3 separate regions of the Mus musculus genome follow, and all the other regions are linked to region 1. The links are chromatin contacts, called in public Hi-C and targeted proximity ligation maps. All regions are on one chromosome and are shown on one strand. The core of a region is the stretch at or near the end of the contact, and the rest is flanking DNA. Distances in the headings are between cores, read along the strand shown.

Region 1 (4,454 bases), core at 1,353-3,852:
GCACAAAGCAATATTCTTGAACAAAGAGAGCACGGAGTCTGTCTCAGTGAGAAGCACATGCCTAGTGGCACAAATCTGATTCCTGAAACTCACATCAAAATGGAAGAAAAGAACAGGCTTCCTAAAGTGGTTCTCAGACATTAGCCATGTCACACAATGCACACATAAAACACACACACACACACACACACACACACACACACACACACTGTGCATGGTGTGACACACACTGAATGAGATGCCCCAATAATCTTAGAGAATTAGAAGTGCCCAATGGTGGCACAGTTTGGAAAGTCTTCAGAGATCTGGCCCTGCCAAAGAACGTATGTCACTGGAAGTTGACTTTGAGACGTTAGAGACTGGTGCCATTTCTAGCTCAGTTTTTCTACCTCAATGTTCAAGTTTCGAATTCTCAACTTTTTTTTTTTTTTTTTTTTTTTTTTTGGTTTTTTTGTTTGTTTGTTTTTGTTTTTGATTTTGATTTTTTTTTTTTTTTTTTTTTTTTTTTTTTTTTGAGACAGGGTTTCTTTGTTGTATAGCCCTGGCTGTCCAGGAATTCACTTTGTAGACCAGGCTGGCCTCGAACTCAGAAATCCACCTGCCTCTGCCTCCCGAGTGCTGGGATTAAAGTCGTGTGCCACCACCACCCGAGTTCTCAACTTTCTATTCGGGCTCCCCCTCCCGCCCTCCATGGTTCCATTTGAACACCTTGGACTCTAATCCTTAGTTACAGTAAGCCCAAATAAACACTTCCTTCTATGTGATGATTTCGACATTGTGCTCTATCCCAGCAATGGAAATGTAACTCTCTCTCCTCTCCTCTCTGTCTCTGTCTCACACACACACACACACACACACATCAATTGTGTTAATAATAACTAGTAATTAATAAGTAAAGAGAAGTGATCATTTAAAGCATTAACTAGAGGGCTTTCTTCCTTAAAGGGTTCTGCCTAACCATTTTTGGCCAAATGGATTATAGAAAAAAGGTGGATATAAAGAAAGTAAAGGAATAAAATGAGCCGGGCAGTGGTGGCGCACGCCTTTAATCCCAGCACTCGGGAGGCAGAGGCAGGTGGATTTCTGAGTTGGAGGACAGCCTGGTCTCAAAGTGAGTTCCAGGACAGCCAGGGCTATACAGAGAAACCCTGGGGAGGGGCGGGGGGAGACAACCAAAAAGAAAAAGAAAAAAAATAATAAAATGGTCAGAGATTCCTTTTTTTCCTTGGCAAAAACCCAGAGAAGAGGCTGCTGGGTCCAGCATGGTCTTCATGGGGACAGAGTGACATGGTCCCTGCCCCTGGAACAAGGCCAACAGACACGACAGGGGTCTCCATGAATGTCAATGGCTGCCAAGGACATAAGGCTTGTTTGTATAATAATGTACACATTTTACATTCCTCCTTCGAGCAATGTTCTCCCTGTTAATATTAATGACTCCATGATAATCAGAAATAGCACAAATCCAGGAGGTTAAGGTGTGGCTAATGTCTCAGCAAAATGGGAAGCCCTGGGGTCCTTCAGGACAGCCCTTAAGGGGGTGGAAAAGAACTCTTTAAAACATGAGTTCAAAATATATAATTCCTCAAAAATATGCAAAAAATATACAATATGAATTTTATGAGAGGCCTCTTGATTCTAAAAGAATAAAGGCAGCTAACTATGAGACAACTTGTTGGAAAGATACTAAGGAAGGAGATAAAGAGATTTAGGAAATGATAATTGCAGGACATCATCTTGTTTTTACTTACCCGGGCAGACAGATTCCTGAGTTCAAGGTCAGCCTGAGACAGAACTAATTTAGGTCCAGGTGAGGTAGAAATGGTAATTTCAGGATGAGGCATACTCAATTAGCTTGCTGTCTGTGCTTAACAGGTAGACCTCTGAATTCTTTTGCAATGTTAACAGAAAATGTGTGTTTGCAGTCTCTTAGGAATCAAGGGCCTTGGGTCTCCGGATGCTGATTCATGAGACAATCAAAAGGAAACCTGGAGTAAATGACTGAATTGATATGTAAAATAAAAGACTGGACCTATGATCTGCAAGAGATAAGCTATTCAGAGAATTTTTTTTAGAATAGCCAGAGAGAACTGCTTGGAGAACCATCTGGAGCAGAACTTAGAGAGAGAGAAAACACATCAGAGAGAAAGAGAGCAGCCTGGAAAGCGGTCTAGAGCAGAAAGAACATAGGCCACCAGCCTGGACAATTTGACTTATAGTTGTTTGTTTAGCCATTCCTAGACACCCCTTCCTCAGAACCCCTCTCCAAGCAGAGGCTGGTTCTTGGCAAGAGATCAATGGAAGGAGAGAGTATTTCCTACCCAGTCAAGACTCCAGAAGCAATAGTCATTCCTGAGCCTGGCTATCTTGGCAATTGACAGAACCAAGGAAACAGTGAACAGAGATAGTAACTGATGCTGAGGACCTCAGACAAGTTTCTGTTGGGACCCAGTCATTGCTGGGGCTCCTGGAAATGGTGGGGCAGTGGTCAGCAACGTGGATAAGGAAGCTTTATAACTTCCACACACCAAGGCTGCAAAGCAAGGGGTTGCTCCAGGCCGGACCCTGAGCCATAGAGGGTGAGGTGGAGAATGGAGGGGAAGTCAGGTGATCTATGTGGCTAGAAATAGCTAGCATGACAATGAGAAGCCAAGAAGGCACCCAGGCCCTGGCCAGGCAAGGAAAATGCAGATTGCACATGATAATCACCACAGCCTATTTAAAGACTGAAGATGAGGAAATGTCCTCCCACTTAGACCAAACTCTCTTATTAAATCACAAGCTGGACAGCACTGCTCCCTCCCCTTCCCAAGGGTGACTATTAGTCTAGCTCTTCTTTCCTATTGAATTCACTGATAGTCTCTCTGTCTCCCCAGAGACTTGATATTGTGTCCCTTTAGCCAAAGAAAAGTCACTTGAATAGCCTCAAACTAAAAATCTTTTCTTTGTTAACTTCCAGATCCATCCCAAATTTTTGCACCCACAAATACTTTCCTCCTTCAACATATATTCTATGTCTGCCATGCTGCCTGGATGGTCAAACGGAAGCTACTCATGCATGCACCATCTGGGGACTCAGCAGTCAGAGCCCCTCCGCCATCTGCCCTGCGTGCCTCACACTTTCATAGTAAAAGACCCGTGTCGTTCTGCCGCACACGTCACCTCAACATTCTTCCACATGTCCAGTGAGATTGAAAGTCTATAGCCTGCATTTCGACCTTGACTCTGGACCACGTGACACTGATCTGAAGAAGAACAGTTCAAGAACGGCATGATGCTCGTAATGTCCATACTTGGGAGGCCGTCAGGAAGACTAAGTTTGAGGTTGTCCTTGGCTACCTGATGAGACCATGTCTTAACATTTATTGCCCCTTCCACCTGCCTGCTGGGGGAGGAGGGGAGTGCAAAAGGAAAGAAAAAAAAAAAAGAGTTCATGAGCTATCAGAGAATCCTACTTCTGACCCTCTTCCTACCAGTCAGTGGGATTGGTAATATCTAAAGGTCTCAGGCTCTGGGTAACTCCCGCCACTGGCCCTGGAAAGAATCTAGGAGTGCAGTTTATGGAGGAAAAATAAGAAATTTGATGTTAGTGGGCGTGGTGGCACACGCCTTTAATCCCAGCACTTGGGAGGCAGAGGCAGGTGGATTTCTGAGTTCGAGGTCTACAAAGTGAGTTCCAGGACAGCCAGGGCTATACAGAGAAACTCTGTCTCAGAAAAAAAAGAAAAAGAAATTTGATGTTAGTGATGGATGTGTTCTGAATGCAAAACATCTCCCACAGGCTCCTGTGTTTGAACTCTTGGTCATGAACTAACTATACTGTTTGGGGAGGTTTTGGTTAAAATGGAAAAAAATCTACTACCTTTCATTTTTAAGAAGAGTTGTTGGAAATAGAATCTAGGGGCTTCAGTATGCTAAGCATGTCTTCTATCATTAAGCTACATCCCATCCCTAAAGTACCTCTAAAACTAAATGTGCTTTAATCCCCAGATAGAATTGATCAGTACAAAGATATTCTTTTTTTTTTTTCCAAGACAGGAGGAGGAGGAAGACACAAGGGACAGACATCCTTTCCCAAACATGCACAGTTCCCTTTCTGCACACCAGTGAGTGTGCAGGCTGGATTTGGCCGAGGGGTGCGGCTCCATTAATCTTTCCCCCCACCCCCCACCCCCCACCCCCGCACTTCTCTGTCTTTTCAAACAGAGAAGGTAAGTGACTTGCTTCTCTCCACAGTTCTGAAATGAAGTGACTCTTAGATGGACTTGTCTTAAGTAAACTGTTTCCTTGGCACCAAGCTCTTAGATGTCTTCAGAGTCACCGGGCGAGGATAACCTCAGCTCCGCATGCTTGGGAGAAGCCTCTAGATATTAAGACACTTCTTGCTTACTATTTTAGAGCCAGCAATTTCTTTTTATGGGTGTTTTCTTTTGTTTGAGACAAGGTCTCGTAAA
Region 2 (4,454 bases), core at 1,352-3,851, 180 kb after region 1:
AAAGTGAAATTCAAATCAAATTTAAATGGTTAATATTTGCTCTGAGTTGTTTGTTTGTTTGTTTGTTTGTTTTTAAAGGCAGGGCTTTGCTAGCCTAGTACTTACTACGTAGGGCAGGCTAACCACAAACTTGTAGTTCTCCAGTCCCCACCTCCCAAGTGCTGGGGTTGCAGGTGCATACCCTCAAATTCAAATTTGGTTGTGACATCTCAGCCCTCCCAAAATGGTAAGCCAATTGTCTTTTAATTCTCCCTTCTATAAAAAGGAAACTGAGGCAAAAGAGCAAGTCAATTGTTCCAAAGTCGCAGAAGGAACACATGGCAGAAGCTGGAAGCCACAAGTGGTGGTGGCAGAGGGAAGGAAAACCTGAGTAGCCTGGACCGACATCCTCCGTCCTTCACAAACACACAGGCCCTCTGGACACATCTTACCAGAGGGGCTGTGTCAAAAGTGGTGGTGCAGAGAGAGCAGGGACACCAATTAACTCCTGCAGGCCCTTGGGGATTGCTAACTAACACAGGAAGCCCAGAAGTCAGAATCTCAGAAGCACCCCATGAAATACTCTCATCTTCATGACCACTTTACAGATGAGGAAATAGCTCAGACGAGTAAATTAATTTGTCCAAACATGGCTACCCTGGCTAGTGATCATATAGTGCGTAGCAGCACCCACCGGTGCCTGCACTAACGCCACATAATCCTCATAACAACACTACCAGGTAAAAGTTAGTGTTACTCATCTTTGTCCCAGGCTCTACACTAGCCAAGTCAAGGGCAAGGCCAGGATTCTGTCAGGTTCAAAGCCTTCCTCAAAACAGAGTCACGGTAACACTTGGCCACATGGCGGAGGAATAGAAAACCAAGCCCGAGTCCCAGGTCTGCAGATTTGTGGTGGGAAAGCCTGCGAGCGCTCAGGGGAGGCTGAAGAATGTGCATTTCAGGAGCAGTTATCGAGAAGGAGAAAGTGACTGGGGGTCTTAATGATGTTTGTAAAAGAAACAAAAAGCAAGGAATCTCACCCAAGCAAAGCCTTTTCAAACAGCAATATAGTAAAGAACAAAACAATAAATTATTAAGAAAGTCCAATTAAATCAGAAAAACTTTACGTCATCTCCATTACAAAATACTCTTGATGAAGGAAAACAGGTTTTTAATTCCCTTCAATTTTGGCCACACAGTTGAGATTTAACGAGGAACTGAAATGCGTGATTTTCCTTCTGTCACACTGGACTCCACCGTCCTGACTGCCAACAGCTACTTCCTCAAACTGAACACTGCAAAGCCAAGTGCTTTACCAGACCTCCAGGAACCTCTGTAACACTCTCCTTCCAGTCTGGAAACAGCCATCTAGAAACCGAAATAAGCCGGAAAAATCAAGCCAAGAGCTAGAGGGAGCTAGCACACTTCTTTCAGGTGGGACTGGGCTCGCGGTTCAAGTTCTGGCAGAGCCGGATTCATTTGGAGTGGCAATCTGATTTACAACCCCCAATATCAAGGCAGCTGCGGAAGCACAAGTCTTAAGCATATGCCCAAGAAAAAGGAACAGGAAGCGATGGGAATGTCAAAAGAGCCCTGGGGGTAAGTGCTTGTTCCTGGATCTGTGAGATGGGAAAGTGGTAATTCTAGGAAAAGTGCGCGGCGGTGGGCCAACTCCGGGGTCCCAAACGTGGGCACTGAACAAGGTACTTTCACGCCCCCTTGCGGACCCAAGTGACACCTGAAACCAAGTGTGCCAATCAAGGGATAGGTAAAGAACTGGGAAAGGTTTTGGAAGAGAAGCAACCCGTCAAAGCACTCGCAGATATGCTCCAGGTTTTACATAAAAGTAACCTGAAGCTCCAATGAGGGAAGCATGTCTTGCTAGAAAAAAAGGAAAGCTGAACCGAAGGCACTCATGGGTGCTGGAGCCTTCTATCTGGAAGCGCAGGGACTGGGGTCCCATCCGAAATCTCTTCTTTTTGGAGCGAGCAGACTAGACAGTCATCAGGAACACCTGGCAAGGGGGTTTGCACGCACTGAGTGGTGGCGAGTCGGAGGGACGCATGGCTGCAGCAGTCCAGCTAGGGCGCAGCCTGCACCGCGCGTTCCCGGCATCGGTCCCCGCAGCCTGGCTGAAGCTGCTAGCCTCCGGGCTGCAGTAGCCAGGCACCCGTGCAGCGCGACCCAACCATCCCACTCGCTCGCAACTGTCCCTACGCCCCGCGCGACACGCCTGCCACGAGCCAGATGGCGTGTGCGCTCCGGACCGCGGCGGGCATAGGGCAATCGAGAGCCCATCTACTGAGTGCCTTTCCTTACCGGAGCTGCTCTCCCGTAACTAGGACTTCAGCCATGCGTTCCAGCTCTCTCTGCTGCACCCCGCCGCTCCCGCCGGCGTTGCTGTCGCTGCTACCACTGCCGCCGCTGCTGCCCTCTTCCATGTTCCTGACCGCGCGGTTGCCACTCTGCCTTTGCTGTCCCGGCGGGTGCGCCTGGCGTTTGGATCAATGTGCCCTCCCCGAGGCCGCCCCGGCCATCTTTGTTCCGGGCGGTGCCGTGGCTCAGACGCGATTGGCTGGTGAGGGAATCCCTGCGGGTAAGCAGGAGAAGTCGGCGAGTCCGGGTCTGGAACTTCGGCTTGGGGGCGTGGCCTGGGCTCTCTCATGGTCGGGGGGCGGGGACAAGGAGAAAAATAAAAACATCGGGGCGGAGCTCTGAGCCCTGAGTTTTTGCAGGAGGTTGAGCCTTTCGCTCCTCTTTTATATTTCCTTTTTCACTCCCAAACTCATGCTGGGGAATGTTGCAGTTTTTCTCCATTTTCCATACTAGAGTTGTAGAGAATAAAAATGAGAACAGATTACTCAAAAACGGAGCAGTTGAGGATATTGCTGAAGGGCATTTCAGGCTACCTGATCCCTTTCCCTATAGACCATCTACTACTACCCTATGGTGGAGTCAATAAAGGATCCTGCCCTGCGGTTCAAAAAGACTAAGAACCTGGCTTCATTACTTTGGTTTCCTACCTAAATGCTCTTAATCCCTTTTTTACACTAGTTGTAGCTATCACTTGTCCACATCTGCTGCATTAAAGATGTTTTAGATAAATTGCTACCCTCTTGTGTTTCCCATATCATTCCTTTTACGTCGGGAAGGCAACTCGGAGGGGTGAGGTAACTTGTCTCAGGCAAGCAGGCAAGAGCATTCTCAGTTTTAGGTTATGTTTTTAAAACAACTCTATCTTGGCAGGCATGGCGACACACTTATGTTCCCAGAACTTCAGAAGATGATCATGAGTTTGGACCAGACTGGGATAAGAAGATACCTTGTCTCATAAAACAAACTAAAACCAAAAACAGCTTAACTGACAAAAGCAAGCAATACAATAAACCGTTAGAAGAGCAGGTTAGGGGCTGGAGAGATGGCTCAGCTGTTAAGAGCACTGACTCACTCCTCTTCCAGGTGTCCTGAGTTCAAATCCCAGTAACCACATGGTGGCTCACAACCATCTGTAATGGGATTTGATACCCTCTTCTGGTGTGTCTGAAGACAGCCACATCGACAGTGTACTCACACATATAAAATAAATAAATCTTTAAAAGAAGAAGAGGAGGAGGGGGGGGTGAGGAGGAGGAGGAGAAAGAGGAGGAGGTTAAACATATTTGAATGGCCGAGCTGGTCTACCATGTTCATTAAAAGTCATCACTGTGTCTCTTCGTTTTTAGTTTGTAAACTTCAACATAGCTTGACTGGGAAGTCATGGCTTCCGCGGCCATACACATTTGTTGAAGTATCTTTGGATTTGCCTTTTGGAAGATACAGGTACTTGTGTCTACGATAACTGTCACAATCTTCAGGAAGTGTCAGTATATAACAAAACATATGCTGCTGTGAATGTTACTTGACATTCCTGAAGACTAGGCTCTGAACCTGCTAGGGTCACAAAAGTAGAGCATTTAGTACTTTGCAAGGTCCATTCTCTGGTAAACAAAACTATTGTTTGGGGTAGAATCTTGCTGTGTAGCCCAGGATAGCATCAAACCCTTGATCCCCCTGCCTCAGTCTCCAAAGTGCTGGAATTATAAGACCTGAACACCATGCTCTGTTCTATTTTTTCCTCCAAAGGTAAATTTTTTCCTCAAAGGTAAATATTTTAAAAGATGCACCAATGGAGAGAGGTTTCAGTTCAAAGTATTCTAAGAGCCCCATAGCATAAACATTAAGTGACAGAGGGAGATGGCCTAGACTTAATGAGGGTAACAGCTGTCTGTCTGTCTGTTTGTTTTTGCTTGGTTTGTCAAGGTAAGGTTTCTCTGTGCAGCCTGGCTGGCCTGGAACTCACTCTGGAGATCAGGCTGACCTAAAACTCAGAGGGCTGCCTGCCTCTGCCTCCAGAGTGGTAGGATTAAAGGCGTGCGCCACTATGCCCAGCTGCTGGTTCTCAGGTTTTAAATCTTATACTTACTATACAGAATATT
Region 3 (4,454 bases), core at 761-3,260, 150 kb after region 1:
GGGCTTGAGAGTCGCCCTATGTGCTAGGCACAGTTATAACTCCATAGGCGGTGGTCCTCAGGATGAGTCCCTAAACAATCCTAAAACTGCAAATGGCACCTGAATGCAGTTCCAATTATCAAGAAGATACTGAGCCCTGATTTTATAAAGTTAGTTTACCCAAGTATGCTGACATCTTCACAGGGATCCTGCTAATTAATTCAGCGACAATAGCAATGAGTCATTTGTTGAACACGCACAGAGCGGCAGAACGCAAAACACTCATTCTTAGACATGCTGTCTGTCAGGAATCCAAGAATAATGAGGGCCAATTTATCTAGAAATGTAAATGTGGAACAAAATGCCACATAATTCAGCGGAGGAGGAATCTGTTAGGAGCCAAGAGAGGAGTTTCAGCTCTTGTATACTTTCCAAATTTAAACAACAACAACAAAAAAATTATTAGGTAGTGTTTATCTTGAAATACTACAGAGAGAAAGAGAGAAAGAACTTCGTTTACTATCCTTTTGTGACCCCTGAGTGCAGTGCTAAAAAACTTCTTTATTTCCACTGACTCATTCTGCACAGCAGGGAGCAGGGTGACACCCCAGTCCCTCTGGCCCTACATCCCTCCAGAAGCTGGTATGTTTCTTGTTTAAGGAAACAGTAGCTTTGTGTGGTTCATTGGTAAAGAGCTTAAGAGCTTACCTAAGCAAATACATATAAGGCCCTGGGTCTATTTACCAGTGCTTGGGGTGGGGACAGGTGACAGTGTAGAGCCAGCCTAGCATGCTAGAGGGCCTAGGTGCCATTCCGAGTGTTGCAAAGAAACAACAAACAACAGATGCAGCTAGATCAGGTGGCTCATGTGGGAGGCTGGCAATGAGGATTGCTACAAATTCATAGCTAACCTCGGCTACACTGCGAGTTCAATGCTAGCTTTGGCTATCTAGTGTAAAACTGTCTCAAAAACAAAGCAAAACAAACCAAGGGAATCATCAGAGTAGGTTTACTGAGATTGCTTAGAAGATAAAGGGGCCGGGCAACCTGAGTTTGATCCCTAGACACCAGGTAAGGATGAAGAAAGTGACTCTTCCAAACTGTCATCTACACATGTGCTGTGGCAAGCACACAACACATGCATGTACACATGCGTGCATGCACGCAATAACACACATATGCTTCCTCTGTCTTATACACACACTAACAACAATAAAAATTTAAAAATGGAAGCAGATGGCGGGGAAGGGCCAGAAAGAGGGAAAAATTATACCCAGGAACGTGGGAGAGAAATGTTGATATTTTTAGATATGTGACCAGAGGTTACACATTCTCCATACCTCTGCCTCCATCTCTTCTCTTTCATTGCCAGAAACAGAAGTCTAAAAATGAGCCATGGAAATGGAATGCTCTAGAAAAAAAAAAAAAAAAGCCACTCCAATGAAGAGATACCAATCTTCACACTGCAAGCATACCCTGTTATTCTGCCTGGCATACTGGATGCTGAGATACCTGGTAGACAAACGGGATGCACAATATTGTATACAAGATACAATATAAATAGGCATGATGTCGAGGAGGGAGAGGCTGGCCACTGAGCAGGTGTTCCTGACACATAACTTCATCACTGTTCACTAATGTGCAGTTTATCTAGATCTTTTTGTTTTGAGATAGAGTCTCACTGTGTGGCCCAGGCCAGGGTTGAACCTTAGGTACTCCAGAGTTAGCCTTCTGTGCGCTTGGATTATGGGTGGGTGCCAGGACACCTACCTGATAGACCTAAATTTAAAAGCAAATAAAATTCCCAGAACCCTAGGACTTGTTCTAGAGGCAGGGTCTCATCATACAGGACTGTTGAGAAGTGTGCCCCGAGCTAGAGCTTCCCTCCCTTCAGTTTTGGCAGTGTGGGGATTTGAGAGTTTCACTATGTAGCTTTGGCTGGCTTAGGAACCCTCTAACGTAGGCCAGGCTAGCCTGAAATTCATAGAGAACTGCCTGGCTGTGTTTGAGTGATGGGAATCAAAGTTGTGGGCCACCACACCCAGCGTAAAGCCACACCTCTAACTATGCAGACTGTGAACAATGGCCTGCTTGCCATACCCAACATCCCTTTTTATTTAAAACTGCCTTCCTCAAATCCAGGCAAGGCCCAAATCCATCTCCTTGTCACTTTCCTAGAACAGAGTGCAAAAGGTGTCCCTAACCTATGATGGCCCTCGCCAGCTTTCATGGACAAGCCAAGATAAAGGACAAGGACATTTCTGTCCTTCTCATTCCACCTGGCAGGAATTAAGTGACCCTCGCCAGATGGTTCAGTCCCCCAGTTATGACAATACCTGCAGTTTTCAAACTGTCTTTGTGCAAAGAAACACTTCAACAAAGAACAATATTGAGCATTCTGGCTTAAAGGAGTTTGGACAGACGAGCCCAGAATAGTTCCCAGTTTTCCCACACATACTTTCTACATCCTTGGTCTTCCTAGAAGTCATAAACACAAAGGTTTAAAACTAGTAGACCCACACTGGATACGGTGGAGCACCTCTGTGATTCAGCACTTGGGAAGGAGGAGAAAGGAACGTTAGTTGTTCCAGGCTAGCCTCAGCTATGTAGTGAGTTTAAGGCTATACTCTGTCTCAAAAAGCAAAACGAGAAACAGACAATCACAGAACTAGTGAAGCCTGGAGATACCAAGAAAATGGGACTGGCAGGTTTGGAAAAAAAGGCAAGCTGATCAGCACAGAGAAACAGGAGTACCGAGGCTAGCCCTGCGAGGGGCAAGCAAAGCCATGTCTGGAGTGGGTTTCTCCTTCAGTTTTCCAGGTTTTCTGCCAAGACATGTGTATCCTTTCAATAATTAAGACTTGGGTGGAGGAGTGGGAATTACATGGCTCTATCCTTCCTCCTCAGCTCTCCACTGATTTCAGAGGTGCTGGGGTGGAGGTGGGGGTGAGGAGGAGACATCACCTAAGACATTTCCTATACCCTCAGGGGCTTGCGTGAGCCTGGATTCCATGCATTTGAGACTTTGCAAAGCTAGGCTCTAAGTAGGCTTCCCTCCGTGACCCAGGCTCTTCTCTCACCTCCCAACCATAAGTGTGCCTGCTTAGTGCTGGGAGCATTACGGATGGTTGTGAGCCACCATGTGGTTGCTGGATTTGAACACTTTTAATAACTCAAAAAAAACCTCGCTCTTCCAAGGGCAGCCTTGCAAGGGCACCTGCTTGGTGAACATGTTTCCACCTTGAGCTCAGCCTTGCTCCTGCTCTCCTACAGGGTCTTAGGGCCACTGGTAAAGCATGCATCAAACTGCATGACCTCTGATCCAAACATGGACACTAAGGGAACGCTGTTTATGGACTGCTACAATTCCAGTGACAGCAAATAGCAATGAGTCTCGATAACAAAATCCATCAGGGTGACCTCCGCCCAGTGGGACGCTCAGGTAAAACAGTCCTTGGATTCAGAATCAAAAGCCCCTTTCAGTATACCAATGAGAGGAAACGCCTCTACTTTATGTGAATGTTCAATCCCACTTGCCATGGTATTTAAAAAAAAAAACAAAACTTCCCATCATTCATCTCAGACAGCCGGTTCACAGGCTTTCAATTCAAGGTGATTCTGTAATTTTCTATTCCTGTCTCGCTAACCAGCTGGCTAAATTGCATCAGACAGTTCCCTGTCGCAGTCCTCAGAGAACAAACATTGCTGAAGGCAGGGTGTGAATAATACCTTCAAAATCACTGCCCATCTTCATAAGAAATGTTGGAAATATTTTTCAGAAAAACAGCTCCCTCCGAGAGGTTGCAGCAGCTTGTGGGACCCAGAGAATAAATGGGGTAGTTGAAATTGCTGTTTTTTTTCCCTTTAAAAACTGCGTCATGAATCTCAACCAAAGTCAACAGTTTAAGCAAACAACACAGAAAGCCGAACACGCAGCCAGAGTGACCCTGGTGACAAAGGAGTGGCTGACTTAAACCAAAACTGCTGACCCTTCCAGATGTTCTAAAGTGACCAAAATCTGTCCCTGGGGATCTGAGAAACCAGAGAAAGCAGGTCTCTATCACTTGTCCTTGAAAGGGTCTGAATCTAAAGCAAGAGTCTGAAACCAAAACGACATTTAACACAGAGCCTTTCCTTTTGATGTTTGAATTTGTTTTACAATTGAAACCTTCCAATGTTTCTTGGTTTTGAGATAAAGCTTCATGGTGTAGTCACGTCTGGCCTGGATGTTGCTAGGTAGACCAGGTTTATTTTCAACTTGCTGTGATCCTCCTGCCTCAGCCTCTCAAGTGCTGGGACCACAATTATGCACAACCACACCCATTTGCATAAAATGAAAACAAAAAGTCTCTTTCTAGGTTGGCATGAACAGACAATTACTGAAGGTGGGAAACTAATAGTGAACTGTGGAAGCTAGCTGACAGGTAAATGAGAATTTGGGAAACTATTCTGATATGTTTGGAATGGTCCTCAAG

What was found. Hi-C and Micro-C count contacts between places; a contact is called where the count stands out from the background.
Region 2: a Hi-C map of embryonic stem cells shows a contact between it and region 1, with 6 times the contacts expected there. A contact is called at or near these places in 31 of 39 promoter capture datasets (the 3T3-L1 cell line, 3T3-L1-derived adipocytes, the C10 cell line and 19 more), 309 of 484 Hi-C or Micro-C datasets (2-cell-like embryonic stem cells, the 3T3-L1 cell line, 3T3-L1-derived adipocytes and 158 more), 68 of 130 datasets of targeted methods (the 230-238 cell line, CD4 single positive thymocytes, CD8 T cells and 41 more) and 7 of 9 other capture datasets (adipose tissue, embryonic stem cells, embryonic tail and 4 more).
Region 3: a contact with region 1 is called in a targeted proximity ligation map of embryonic stem cells, with 8 read pairs. A contact is called at or near these places in 1 of 39 promoter capture datasets (embryonic stem cells), 5 of 484 Hi-C or Micro-C datasets (the G1E-ER4 cell line, bone marrow-derived macrophages, embryonic fibroblasts and 2 more), 14 of 130 datasets of targeted methods (a beta-TC-6 cell line, craniofacial prominence, embryonic basal ganglia and 9 more) and 3 of 9 other capture datasets (adipose tissue, liver and pancreatic islet).

The regions. Positions count from the first base shown.
Region 1 is chr15:55,286,064-55,290,517 of GRCm38.p6, reverse strand. No RefSeq gene overlaps it. Among named protein-coding and RNA genes, the nearest start is that of Gm35312, 6.2 kb to the right of the region's middle.
Region 2 is chr15:55,110,464-55,114,917 of GRCm38.p6, reverse strand. Deptor (DEP domain containing MTOR-interacting protein) reads right to left here and starts at 2,601. Exons shown (of 9, transcript NM_145470.3): 1 at 2,299-2,601. The coding sequence starts at 2,420. It overlaps Gm9920 (predicted gene 9920), which reads left to right and starts at 1,336. Exons shown (of 5, transcript NR_045093.1): 1 at 1,336-1,578; 2 at 2,322-2,575; 3 at 3,702-3,798.
Region 3 is chr15:55,138,712-55,143,165 of GRCm38.p6, reverse strand. The region is part of intron 1 of Deptor (DEP domain containing MTOR-interacting protein); the gene reads right to left. Among named protein-coding and RNA genes, the nearest start is that of Gm9920, 27 kb to the right of the region's middle.